Regions from separate parts of the Siniperca chuatsi genome. Here region 2 is linked to region 1. Evidence: chromatin contacts called from public Hi-C data. All regions are on one chromosome and are shown on one strand. Each heading gives the region's core, a stretch centred on a gene start, on an enhancer-like site or on the middle of the called end of the contact. The rest is flanking DNA. Distances are from core to core; before and after follow the strand shown. Region 1 has its middle 16 kb from the start of tmem59l. Region 2 holds the start of ssbp4 (single-stranded DNA-binding protein 4).

Evidence for each region. A called contact is a pair of places that touch in the nucleus more often than the background predicts.
Region 2: a Hi-C map of liver shows a contact between it and region 1, with 2.6 times the contacts expected there. The contact joins the promoter of ssbp4 here to the enhancer-like site in region 1. A contact is called at or near these places in 3 of 3 Hi-C or Micro-C datasets (liver, skeletal muscle and an unstated tissue).

The regions. Positions count from the first base shown.
Region 1 is chrLG6:19,920,647-19,927,413 of ASM2008510v1, reverse strand. No RefSeq gene overlaps it. Among protein-coding and RNA genes, the nearest start is that of tmem59l, 16 kb to the right of the region's middle. Within about 2 kb of position 3,158, the one cell type or tissue checked has an H3K27ac peak away from gene starts, as active enhancers do. A contact at or near this core is called in liver, where this site is marked.
Region 2 is chrLG6:19,968,269-19,975,035 of ASM2008510v1, reverse strand. ssbp4 (single-stranded DNA-binding protein 4) reads right to left here and starts at 3,046. Exons shown (of 16, transcript XM_044199291.1): 1 at 2,882-3,046. The coding sequence starts at 2,937.

The sequences.
Region 1 (6,767 bases), core at 1,909-4,408:
GTGTAATGCAGTTTGATAGTCCTATGCTCTAAGATCAAGTTATCCATGTTGAAATCAGCGCTGTTTTGTTCACTGGCAAAGATGAGCACATTTCACAAGTCAACTAAGCGCACCAGAATAAACAATGTTACTCTATGTGCAGTACAGAAAATCCATGTATTCAGGCAAGGAAGGTAAAGCAATAAACAAGATCAGATGACTTATGAGGATGCCACAATGATGACCGAACTGCAAAGAAGGCCAATCAGAATGACTGACAGCTGCAAGCCTTTGTGGGTAAAAAAGGCTGCAAACTTCACCTCAGAGGTTTGAGTGCACCTTAACCATGTGACAAAAACTGTAGTTTTGCAGGGGGAGAATGGAATGTCTGTATGTCTGTTGGTCTTTTGGGCTTCCATTTTATGGCGTGTTGGTGAGGCCGACACAGATATGGTTTCACTCCCCTTGGCAGAGCCAGGCCCCGCTGCTGACAGCAGGTTTTATTTGATGTGGACGTCCCGTGTTGGGTTTCAGAGCTGGCTTCAACATATGATCTCCATTATGACCAGAGGAGCAACGCATGCTGGTGGATGACTGGTGACTCTGGGCTGACGGGGGTGGGGGGGCAACAGATGGAGAGTGGCGTGAAGGGAGAGAGGGAGAAATGTAGAGGTACAGAAATTGATCAGGTGGATGAGACAAGAGGAGAAAGTGAAATGGAAGGATGGACAAAATAAATGAATGAAATTAAAAACAGAAAGATGTGAAAGAATAAGTGAGTAAAGTAAATGGGGTTTGGTGTAAATACAAACCAGTTTAACAGCAGCCAGGCCCTGATTCCTTCATATCTACCCAACCCAATTAAGCCTGTGTCACACAATACACAATACTTAATTTGTGTAATGAATGAATTAATGAATTTTGTCCTTTACAACTAAGATCAACTAAGATCAAGTTCTGCAGAAACAAAATAACTGATCTTTCAACAAATAACATGCTTTTTTATTTTACAATCTCTGGTCAGTGGTTTGGTTTGATTTCAGCATCATATTTATCCTATTTATCACACAACAGATGTTGATGACACTAGTGAAATGTATATTTTCTTTAAGACATGCAGATTGCAAGTTCACATCTTCCCACATAGACATCATATACCATCTGGTCATTTATTACATAAAAGTAATTGCTATTAATGTTGTTGGTGCTATTGTTATTTTGTGTATGTCGTACATGTCTTTGAAAAATATTTAAGCCTATGCAATATCACTCTACTTCAACTTATTTTACTCAATAGCAGAATTTTTCCCAATTTAATCAAGTCATTTAGTCCATAAATGTGTAGATGTAAACATAGCATCCATTACAGTAATAGTTACATATGAGAGCATTTTAGCTTAATGAAAATAAATTTGTATTTTCAGTGAAAATAATTAAATTAAATAACATTCTGAGACTGCAAAGGACTAATCTTTCTCGTTTCCAATACTCCACTAAACAGCTCCACTGATCCAGGATTCAGCAGCACAGGTCTTCACATTTTATAAAACTTAATCTATGATACACACCAGGCCTAATTGAAATCTCAACATATCACAAGTCTCACAGTAAACTTTATGAACCACTTTCGCATTTGTTCCACAGTACGGAAAATGAGGAGGATGTAATGTATTTGCTTGCATACAGAAATGAAATGAAAACAACTACTAGCTCAGGATGCAAATTGTTAATCTCATACAACATGTAGGCTACTATGCTTCATGAAACTTAATTATATGTTGGCACAATACTTGGATGTTACTTAACTCATGGCATCTAAGTGCAGCCCTTTCAAATCTGGAATATGTTCAACTAATAGATTCAAGGTGTTAGGTGGCATTTGTTTAAAGCAAGAAGAATTAATCACACAGAAAGTCTTAAATAGCACCTGCTGTGAAAGGTCAAAAAGATAAGTTACTTAACTATGGCAAACATAGGTTTTGTACAACAAATGTATTAATTCTGCATAAGGATGTCTAATAAGTCAGAGTGCAGAAAAATGACTTTAGAAATATACAAAGCCCGCCATCACTGCCACACATTCCCCCCATACGTCAAATTATTGTCAAACTCCAACTAAGTGGAGCGATAACTGACACAAATGGAGCCTGTGATGACTAATATAAGCAAAACAGCATCATCATCAGTAACGCTGGCGATTAGTTTTGACAATTATAATCAAACCTCACACAGATGATATTCTGCGTGACCTTCAGGGGCCTAAAATTGCATTCAAACACAAAAAAAAGAAAGATTTAATTTCACATCATGATGTGTGCATTTACATCACATCACTTTGAAAACAGGCTGCTATTATCGCAACCACATAGGACAGCCTTGCAAATGTAATTCTTCAATAATAAGAGTAAGTTGCCTATGGTATACAGCCTCCCATCCTCCCTTGTGTTGATAATAACTTGGCCTAACTTTTGTGTTTAATAATTTGATGGAGGAGGGGAAAAAAATCAAATTTATTGGATTTAACTGTTTTGGGGGCTCTCTCTCCGTCAAACTGAGCCTGCACATCATTCTATAATTCCTTCTTATCGGCCAGAGGCTTTAGTTATTTACTTTAAAATGGACTAATTTCTTATTCCAGCGGAGGGGGGACCGGCCGCTGACTTGAACAGCTGCTTCATGACCCAAAAAACTGTCAGTCTTTCCCTGGAATAAATTGTGGAATGTTCCACTTCTCGGCGCGGGGGTGGCAGAATCTGAGAGATACCACGAATCCCTCGAAAAACGACTTGTCTTTCTGTCATAGCGGAATAAACACAACCACATGAATGTTTTGAGATACGTGATTCTTCTTGTGTGACATTCAGTGAGGTTTTGACCCGGACTGGACACACTGTTTTCTACCGCTCACCCCCGCCTCTGAGAGCAGAGATTCGTGTAGGCTCATAGTAGAATCAATTCACAGAGAGGGCAGCTTGAAACCGGCTGCTCATGCCTGTGCGCCTAGTTTGGAGAGAGTGGCGTGTCGGGCAGCTTGGAGTTTAATAGTCCGGGTAGCATCCGTGCTGTATGTACATGTCTGTCTCCCCATGTGTACGTGCATGGCTGTTACGGCTGTAAAAGACCGTGAGACACAGAAAGAGAGAAGGAGGGGGGAGGGGGGTTGCTCGGAATTTTGATTTGACATGTTAAAGCTCTGATTGAATCTTTGTTTTAGGCGCAGCGGAGGTTTATGACAGATGTCGTGGTTCAATAAAGTTAATGCTCCAACCAAGTCCGCTCTGGTGAATGTTTCCGTCTATTTGTGTGTGTGTGTGTGTGTGTGTGTGTGTGTGTGTGTGTGTGTGAAACAAAGCGACTGACATAGAGATGGAGAGTGTGACAGCATTTTCCCTCCCAAACCGCCCCCACCAAAGTTTTCACCGTGGCAAAGCAGATCTGACACAGAATCACATTCATTCTGACACTTGTCACACACAGTTGGCATGACTCAGATGGCTGCGGAGTTGACAGGTTTCATGCCCAGCTACCTCTGTTATTTGTACATGTGCACAAAGAAGCGTATCACGTCTACCAGCATTTCAATTTGTCAAATTAGGGAAACTGTTAACCATCCAAATAGTCCAAGTTTCAGATGTTTTAAAAAAAAAAGCATTGGCCTAATATAGTTCAGTAAATGTATCTGCTTACCTCTGGCATCTTCAATAATAATATTTTTAAAGGCCAATTTACACATTCCCATTAAGCACAATTTCTCGTGCATGCCATGCAGCTTTATTAAACTTCTCATCTCCAAGTCACTTTCTTGCACAGAGCAAGAACACATTACATTTTCATCATTTTCTCTAAGTGTAATATCTGAGATGATTTATTCACAAATATACACTACAATAGACTGTCCAATCAATCCCCCTGATGAACTCTCCTTCTCCTTCCCTTAACTGGCTCCGGTGTCGCTCCTCTCTCATTCTGTTCATTTCCACAGTCAGTCACAAACACACACACACACACACACACACACAAACGCAGCTCTGTGTGTGTGTATTCGCCTGTTTATATGTGTGTGTGTGTGTGTCAGTGGTGGTGGCTTGTTTAATGCACTGCAGGTTGGCTCCTGCAGCAGGTCTGGCCAGATAAGAGCAGCACACAGCCTTCTGCTGGGAGGGAGAGAGAGAGAGGAACATGCCTCCTCATACACATATAAACCATTAAATTGTAATAATGGTGCCACCAGCACTCAAACCTGGATCCATAGCGCCCCCTGTGGGTGATTAGCTGAGTGACAGCCAAAGTGATGGGGGTCCTTGTTGCTGGTTGTGCTGTGTTTGTGCACCCCACTGCTGAATGAGACACTCCTGACAATTATTTGGGGTTGATTAGCCAAAAGATGCAACTTTCCTTTGCGGTGTAGCATGCAAAGAGGAAGATCAGCAGGGCAGAAAGAGTGAGGAAAGGAGAGATCACAAGGACAGAGGGAGGGGGAAAAAAGAGGTGAAGTCAAAGGGAATAACTTCTACAATTACACACAGATTTCACATGATGGCTGTTTATAGGCTGATTCTGTTTTTTTAAACCCAGATTTGCCACACACTGCGTTTAAAGTACGGACAGATGTCTGATCAGGTCATAAATGTCAGCTCGTGTGACGTGTGTGTGTGTTGTCCCGAGAGTGAGGCCGCGAGGACCATAAAATCTCAGTTTATCTTTCCCTGCGTCAACAGAGAAAGTCTGATTGTGGGAGACAGAGAAAGAGTGAGACAACAGGGCCCATTTGCATTGAATGAGTCAACATGCCAGTGTGAAAAGTAGAATCCATTCCTACTCTTATTCATTTTTAGTTCTTCACACAAGTATTAGATCTATTTGTAGTTAGATCAGTTAGAGACACACACACACACACACACAAGACCCCCTACCTTTCCTCTCTCTTTCTCTCTCCAGTTCGTTATCAATGGGAGCCCAGCTGCTGCCAAACTCATTCGCAGCACACAGAGCGAAGGCCAGCCCGGTCAAGTTACTGAAGTGGCACTACAGCAGGCAATTTTTCTCTCTTTACCTAAAGTGTCTGAATGTATGGCAGACAAATCAGAGCCCTGATCCACCCCGCACCTCCCATGTGTTGGATGAAAAGGAAGTCAAAGACACACATTCACACCCTCTGCCCACACAACAGCTTGATGAATTGATGTGGCATGAGAAAACAACAAAAAGAGGATATTCTTGCTCTAAAAAGTTTAGGCCAGTTGATCTCAATCCTGGTTGTCCAGAGAGAATGAAACACACACTCCAGTGTTAATGGAGAGTATCTGTGCTGCCTTCCTACATGGTGACCACCAGCCACACACTTTCCACAATGTTTTTCTTGCCAAAACATCATAGGGTAATGCAATGTAATACCCTCTTGTACAGATGATTCTTCTCTTTGATTATGTGTCACAGCTGACAACAAGGAGGCATGTTTTGATATTTCCTTCTGTCTGTCTGTCTTTCACACAGCTAACCAGCATGTTATGCTAATTGGACACATGCACTGGAAGCTCTGGTGTGTTGCCCCTGGTTTGTGGTGTTTGATTATGCATTCATTGTATCTGGTCTGTTTTTTGATGCAATGACAGAGAAGCCAAAGCACATTTCTGCTTCTTTCCTTTTCTTGAGTGAATCTTGTTTTAGAAGAAGCCTCGTTAAATGAGCCTAAATGGCTTAATTATATCTGTTACAGGTAAATGCAGATAGAACAATGCTGTTGTAACCTGTTCTAATTTGGATCCATTTACACAGATTGTCTTTCCATGGCACCAGATTGTATTGCAGATAAATCTACTCTTCTGTACGGTCTCAGAAGAAGCTGAGGATCCATTCAATCCCGCCAACAACTGTGAGCAACCTTTCATTCACAAATGGCGTGTTCACTGTCAGGAGAAAATGGTACAAATAAATACAAGATAATGTGTGAATTAAGTGTGAAGTTAATGTAAATGTTGACACTTTTGGTTCAGAGGTTATGAATGACCAACTTCAGGGTATGATTTAAGCCAAGATTTTAGTTGTTTAAGCACTTCATTACATGTTTTTGTCTCCTGCAGGTGAAGGTAGGCAGGTGCTTCATTTCTTCTCTCAGCAGTTGGTCCAGCAGCAAAATGTGCCTTCACTTGATGCTACAGCTCTCATCTGTCATGTTTTTTGTGACCGTTTTTCATCCCCTCGGAAACAAACTTTCGGCTTAATGTATTTTGTAGATTAAATGTCACGCATTATTTTTCTTGACTGTGATGCTCACCTCAGCTCTTTCTGTAAGTAGTTCTGTAGTGTGGAGAAGATGCCACGTAACTCTCCAGCTACATAAGTGTCATCTGTGGCAAAAGACTCTTCTCTCTCTGACATTAAATTATGTTAAAAATCAGATTAAAACACACCTCTCTGATGCATAAACATGTTTAATAATTAAATTTATCACTTAAGCTCAGGTGAGCTCAAAACAAGGCTCAGCAGACTTCAGCATTTTACAAAAGCATAAGAAGTGGTACCTACAATAAACTTCTCATTGTGGTAGTTCATGAAATACTAAAACTATGCTGCCTCCAAGTGGACAGAAAGTCTTATTACACATTTAGGATTTCATTTTCGTGGTGGAGAAAGACATTAGGAGAGTAAGATTGGCTGGTGGCACACTAATAACATTTTTTTTTTTTTATCACCAGTGCTAAATGTAGTAAGCTGATTTTTGAAAAGACACTGACTGACCTACATTATATGGCCAAAAGTATGTGGACGTACCTTTGGTCTGAAGCTGT
Region 2 (6,767 bases), core at 1,797-4,296, 48 kb before region 1:
ACATGCCCCCCCAAAAATACTCATAGCAGCAAAAGTTGCTGCAGGAACTACACAAGAAAGCAGCTCATAACAATCAAAATACACTCATCAGTAAATATTCCTCTCTTCCTCTTTGTAGCACCGATTGGTCCAGTGTAACCCACACCCTTGTATTGTCTCATTGCTCTCAACTACAGAAGGAAAACACTGCTCTCTGGACAAATCACATTTTTCTCCAGTCTCTACACGCTACTGTTAGTGTCAACCTTTCCTTCAACAAGTTTTGTGCATCTAATCTAACTGCAACATGGTGTGAGTCTAAATCAACAGAATACTAAGCTTAATCAGGCATACATTCACACATTCTTGGAATAAAAATATTCTGCAGAACAAAGGGAGAGTGACTCCTACTATATTTGATTAGAGCTGATATGCAGTTTTTAATTTTCTTTTACATTTTGAACATACCAAACAGCTGACCAAATTCCAACCTTACTTTATGAAACCAAGAGAGAGAGATCAATTACATCATTAATGTACAGTTTATTTAATTGAGTAAGCATATGACTTGATGATCAATCCTCTAAGCAAGAGCTGCAGCTGTGATACCCTGTCATACTGTGTGACTGAGTCTGCGTTAATCGGCTACAAGTCCATCCGGGGTGCCCTCTTTTTAGTATCTGAATATCTAAAGAGCCATATGAATATGTAAATATGAATATGAGCTAATTCAGTGATGCATTGAGGCAGCTGTTGTGAGCTCCACATTTACAAGGAAACATGTGTTGGCCCTGCAGGGCAGGTTAGGGTGACAAGACAGGTGAGGGGAGAGGGCAAGCATTGTCCATTATGTCTGGACAATACCTATAGGCCTGTGACATGCGGGCACACACACACACACACACACACACACACACACACACACACACACACACACACACACACACACTCAGAAACTAAACTAAATATATACACAGGTTTAAAAACTATGACATTTACTGTGGAGTTTCTGATATATTAAATAAATGCAAACAAACACACTGAAATAAGCAAATTCAAGGATTTTGTTATTCACGAGCAGCCTTAACACAGAAGCATTCATCACATCCAGTTCTCAAAAGACTTTCTTATGAGTTAAATTATTAATCCTCCTCCTACACTATCATTTGAAATACATGCTGCCTCTGCACTGATTTCACTCCCAATAACACATGGAACATAATCCACAGTCCCAGCATAGATAAGCATTAGATAATCTGTTGCTTTCAATGTATTGTTAATAAAGTAATGAAGCTCAGGCACACAAACAGGTGTATATGCTGCCCAACCTCTGCTGATGGTTCATATGCAATATTAAAGCATCATATGCTGGTTCAAGGGTCACTCTGCCTGCTGCTCATAAAACCACATGGGACTGTTTTCATTTAGGATTCACTCCTCCACCTCAACACAGACACAAACACACATGGAGCTGCTCAATTTTCCAATAATCTGATGTGAATTCAGAGTGAAATTAAACGCTTGTGGCATTAGAAGTAGTAGTATTCGAGGAAGCTTACACTAAGCACATAAGCAAGCCACATCTCTAGAAAGCTTAATCAATTGAATATGACACGCCAATGCATCAAACAAATACAAGAGAGTCTCTAAAGAAATTTAGTTTCTATTACAGATGTATGAGGTGCTGTGTAGCAGCACAGCCTCTCAGGACTTGACAGTGTTTTTAGATTACAATAGCATCTCAGCAGGGATCCCTACTCACTCCTCTAACCTCAGACTGTTTAGTGCTTAAATATAGCTAATGGAGATAAAAGACTGCACTGATCTAAAGTGCTAGGATGCAAAGAAGGTCCAAATATTTGAATGGCCCCATACACAAATATTCCAGCAGCATCGAAATGGAGAGCAGGCATGAGGAGCAGTGCAGCCTTCAGTCGTTCAAAAGTTACACTGGCTTTTTATCTTTTATTCAAAAGCACTAATGCATGCATTGACAAATGTGCTTTATGTGAAGGAAAGAAAATTAAACACAAAATCTAGCAAAAAGCATGCTGGAATTGCAACGTATTTAAAAACACACAACAGTGATTTGTGTGTGTGTGTGTGTGTGTGCAACATTTCCAGACAGAATAAGCAAGAATTACACGCGACCCCACATTCATCAACTGGTCTTGTGATTAAAAAAAAAAAAAAAAAAAAAAGTCTGCTTCTGTAAATATAACAGCTTCATGTTCGTGGCAGCATGACTCTCCTTCGTGTGAGTGGATGCTAAAAAGTTGACTGCTGAATGGGACAAAACTTTTCCCTTCATCGCCAGGGTTTGCTCGCGCCCGGCTTTACGCCTCAAAAACACAGTAAATAGCCTGAGCAAGCTTCTATTTCTTAAAACACAAAACAGTTCAACCATCCAGCAGCTTAACCTCCTGAAGTTTATAAGAGACGACGGAGCAGCCTGTCCGCACAGGGACGAGCACGTACACCCCTACAGAAACATGTTTCAGCCGAAATGAAATGAAAATGCGCTTCTTCTGCTCTCAGGGCTGCAGAAGCGTGCTGGGTACTGTATCATAACATAAAATTACAATTTCAATTATTGTTGCTCTCCAAAAGGTTGCGCCAAGTTACAGAAGAAGTGTGAAGAAACGCACAATATTAGTGAATATCCTGTGCAAAAACTCTAAAGTGCAAACAAGAGGTACATTTAAAAAAAAAAAAAAGTTTAAGAGACGCACCTCTAAGGTGGTCGGATGGGAGGGGGAACAGCACGCAGGAGCGCACTTTAGTACAGTACACTCCTTTTAAATTACAGTACCTAGTTTAGAAAGTTGGACTCCCCTCCGCTGCCCCCCTCGCCTGCACGATAAGCAGGTAAACTCTTACATATAGCGCATAATTCACTTACTTTTCTCTCGCTTGGCTATCGGAAGGGACGACAGCTCCTTTACCTTTGGCGTACATGCTGGATTCTGTTTAAAGACTTTTGCCCCACTCAACACCTGTCAAAGAAAGCAGCCAGGAAAACGCTCCATCTCCATAGCTACCCCTTTAGTGTTTTTCCTCCCCCCTTCTCCTCCCCCTCCCCCTCCTCCCTCCTCTCTCTCTCTCCTCTCCCTCCCTCTCTTTCTCTTCTATTTTTTTTTTTTACATCTCCAACATTGGCCACAAATCAGGCACAGTTTCTATTGGGGGGACTTGAAACCGTCCTCTGTTGGATTTTTTTTTTTCCCTCCTCAGCCGCTGTTCCGCAGGCCTGCTCCTCCTCCCTCCGCTGTGCAAACGGTGGGGGCTCCTTAAAGGGAAACACACACTTCTTGTTTACTGACCTCAGAAACATGAGGAGAGAAAGGGGGGAAGATGGAGAAAGGCATGCCGGGTACAGGCTCTGCACTTAGACTATAGCCAGCTCCTTTTGGGAAGCTGGCTATAGTCGTTATGTTATTTTTCCCTAAAAAGACATTCCAGGACTTTGACTCCAATTTGATTTGGGACTTTGACTCACACCAATGAGGACACTACTCTCACACTTAGGGAAGGTATTATTCCCCATACTTTGTTACATTGTGGTCTTGATGTAACAAGTAATGTTTTGTCATGATCAGAAAATAATTACTGGACCTTATGAGCTTATTATATGTTTCAATGAACAAAATGTAATTTTTTAGTATCGTATGGCCGCAGGAAATACTCTAATTCAGTGGCAGGTGGTGTCACAAAAGGTGTTTTCAGACTGAACGTAAAGCACATTTTTTGCCCCGTGTTATTCACAAACGTGAATTTGACCTCTGGAGTCTATTTATTTCAGTTCAGTATCCCAGGAGTTACGTTAGGACAGTTCTGCACCTCAAGATTTACATCCAGTGGCAACATTCAGTGCCAATGCAGGAAGCAGTGTGCCCCTATAGCGAGGCTGAAAGTAAAGGTGTGGAGGCCAGGGTGGTGGATGGGTGTTTACGTCTGACACCGATCTGCAATTAACATTCGCTGTTTTTGTTAACCATAATCCAGCCACAACCAAGCAGTTACTTAACCTAAATGAAACTTAAATTCAGCCATACGTCGACCATAGTTTATTTTCCATTACCACGATCTTTCCTTTACCTTAAGAATAGTAGTTGCCATACAAAGTAGTAGGCTAATAATATATAATCTTAAAAACATTGGCATTAATCTGGGGTTTTACAAAATCATACAATATCAACGTTCTTGTCTAGCAATTTTTTTTTTATATTCGCCTGAAGCAGCCAATGTGCCAACTGTACACACGTTAGCTGTAGCTAGCTAGAAACCTACAAGTGTTCGTGTGCTGTCTTTGAATGACAGCTCATCCTCGGACTGATCTCAAAACTTACCAAGAACTCTGGTTCTTTTTGTTATTTTCTTCCAGCCCTCTCTCTTTTTCGTCTTATCTCCTCATGAATTGGAGTGATAAAGCCATTAGCGAACACATTTTTTTACTAACATTTTCAACTTGCGTACACGTGTCATCACCTTAATTAGCACTGCCCGGACCGTATATGTGTCTCTTTGTGTTGAATTGCACTTTTGAATTGACTTTATGCAATCACTTTGCAATAATACATCCCAAGGTGTCTTGATATAGAATATAACAGACCAGGTGGAAGGAAACCCACTTGTTCATATTGTGGCAGTTTCATTGCAGCATGGTTTCCATTACGGTGTTCTTTGCCTCCACCTCATCCATTATTTTAAAATATCAGGACAGCTTGTGTATTTATGCTTCATATTTAGTTTCTCATACACCAGGACACCCACACATTTTCCCAACATCTCGTGTGTTTGGGACCCTTTTACAACAAACCTAATGACTCATGATAGCCCTACATCGAGCCCCTTCCACAGGTCATATGGGGTTGTAAGTGTCAGGTGGTTTTCTCCTCAGTGGTCAGTCAGTTATCAGTGGTCCCTTCAAAACTCTTCATCAAGCTACCCATTTTACACACGTGGCGCAGATCTTGATGTGGGTCATCTATACAGGTCATTGGATGCAGGAAAACATTTAATCACCAACTCTTGACCCATGCTTAAAGTAAAAGGAGCAGGCACTTGAAACTGCTCAAGAAATGTTTACAATATGCATCACTGGTGCAAGTACTGTCAAACTGGTATGAGGATTGGGCCTTTAAAAGAAATAAGCTGGTTTTCTGAAGCCTCTATTGATTTTTTTCTTTTCTTTTTTGGCCGTTTTGCCTTTATTTGACAGGAACACCTGAAGAGAGACAGGAAATGTGGGAGAGAGAGAGAGGGGATGACATGCAGCTAAGGGCCGCAGGCTGGATTCGATAATCACTGACTGAGTTCACAATTTTTGCACCATTTTATTCACAATTATTTGACTCAAACTGAGAAGTAATCATTGTTGTAGTCTGGTCAGAGTACAACACAAACAGCTCTGAGGTTCACTTTAGTGAATCTGCTTTCTAAGCAGCAAAGGACACATGATCTTTTGTTATTCAGATTATTAAAAAATCAAAAATGAACGGGCTGGATGTGGATGCGGGAGCGATGAGTTAATCAAGGGCGTTCTTGGTTAACACCAGGGAGGCTTAAGCAGCAGTCTCCAGTGCCAAGTCATACTCACTGTTCTGCAAAGAGAGCCCACAGTCAGAGCGCAGCTTCTGCTGTACATTTCACGTCTTGCACAAGGCCACAGTCCTGATGAGATCTTTGGTTGATTTCTTGTTAGCTAAAAGGGGATTGGTTATTATTATTCTCTCCGACTTTGACACCCCAATGACCCAAGGGCAACTCACTTTCCCTGGCACTCTTACACCGCCGACTCCAATTACAAACCAGCTGTAGGGAGGTGGCACACTGGTTGTACCATATCATATCAGAGTGTGACCAGCTCTGTATAATAGCATCTATGATTAGCTGCTAGATCCTTATAAGACACATTTATGGTGTTTGTCAGCTAGGCCTAAAGGCAGGATGTGCTTGTGATCTTTAACTTTTAACATCCTATAGCATGCTCACTTGTCAGGCTAGTTTACTGCTCACAGAGATCCATGTATGATACTGTGCTGGCTACAGGAAAGAGACACAAGGCAGGAACCAGATCTGAAGTACACTAGGGGGTTAAGGTAGTTAATAATTATGCTATCAATTATTTTGTGGTTTATATTTTTATTTGAAGGGGTACTCGAATTTGTATAGCAATTCCATAAAGTTAGGGAACTCACAAGAGACATTTGATTTGTAAAAGAAAGATCATAATCAAAGAAGAGATATTCTTAATTTATTCCTTAGTATGGGTCAAACTCCAAAAACTGGATTTACATTTCCCATAATGCAACTGAATAGACCCTTCCTACCCTGCAGCTCTAGTTTGTAATGTATGCTATCTTATTATTATTATTATTATTATTATTATGTATATTTATAAAAATTTAAAGACTCAAGCCCAAGCCAAGATGACCCTGATGACATCATCAGGGTTATTTTTGCAAACTTTGAAAAGCTCTCTCCAGAAACACAGAAGACATTTAACAGCTGTTTTCACAGGCTGATTAATCTCATGTGATTCAAAAGTGTAAAACAAATAAACATTAGAAAAGTACATTTTTATACTGTATATACTGCACAGTGTTTGTTGACAGTTCATAATTAAAAAACATAGAATCAGCATAGGTTGAATGCACACCAAGAATTAGGAGGTGGTCACATATTTGAAAAGCTTCAGTTATTTTATTGTATCACAACTGTTTTGACGACACTTCGAGCATGTTACTCGCCTTGAAAAAGAACATGTGTGCTCAAAAAAAATAATT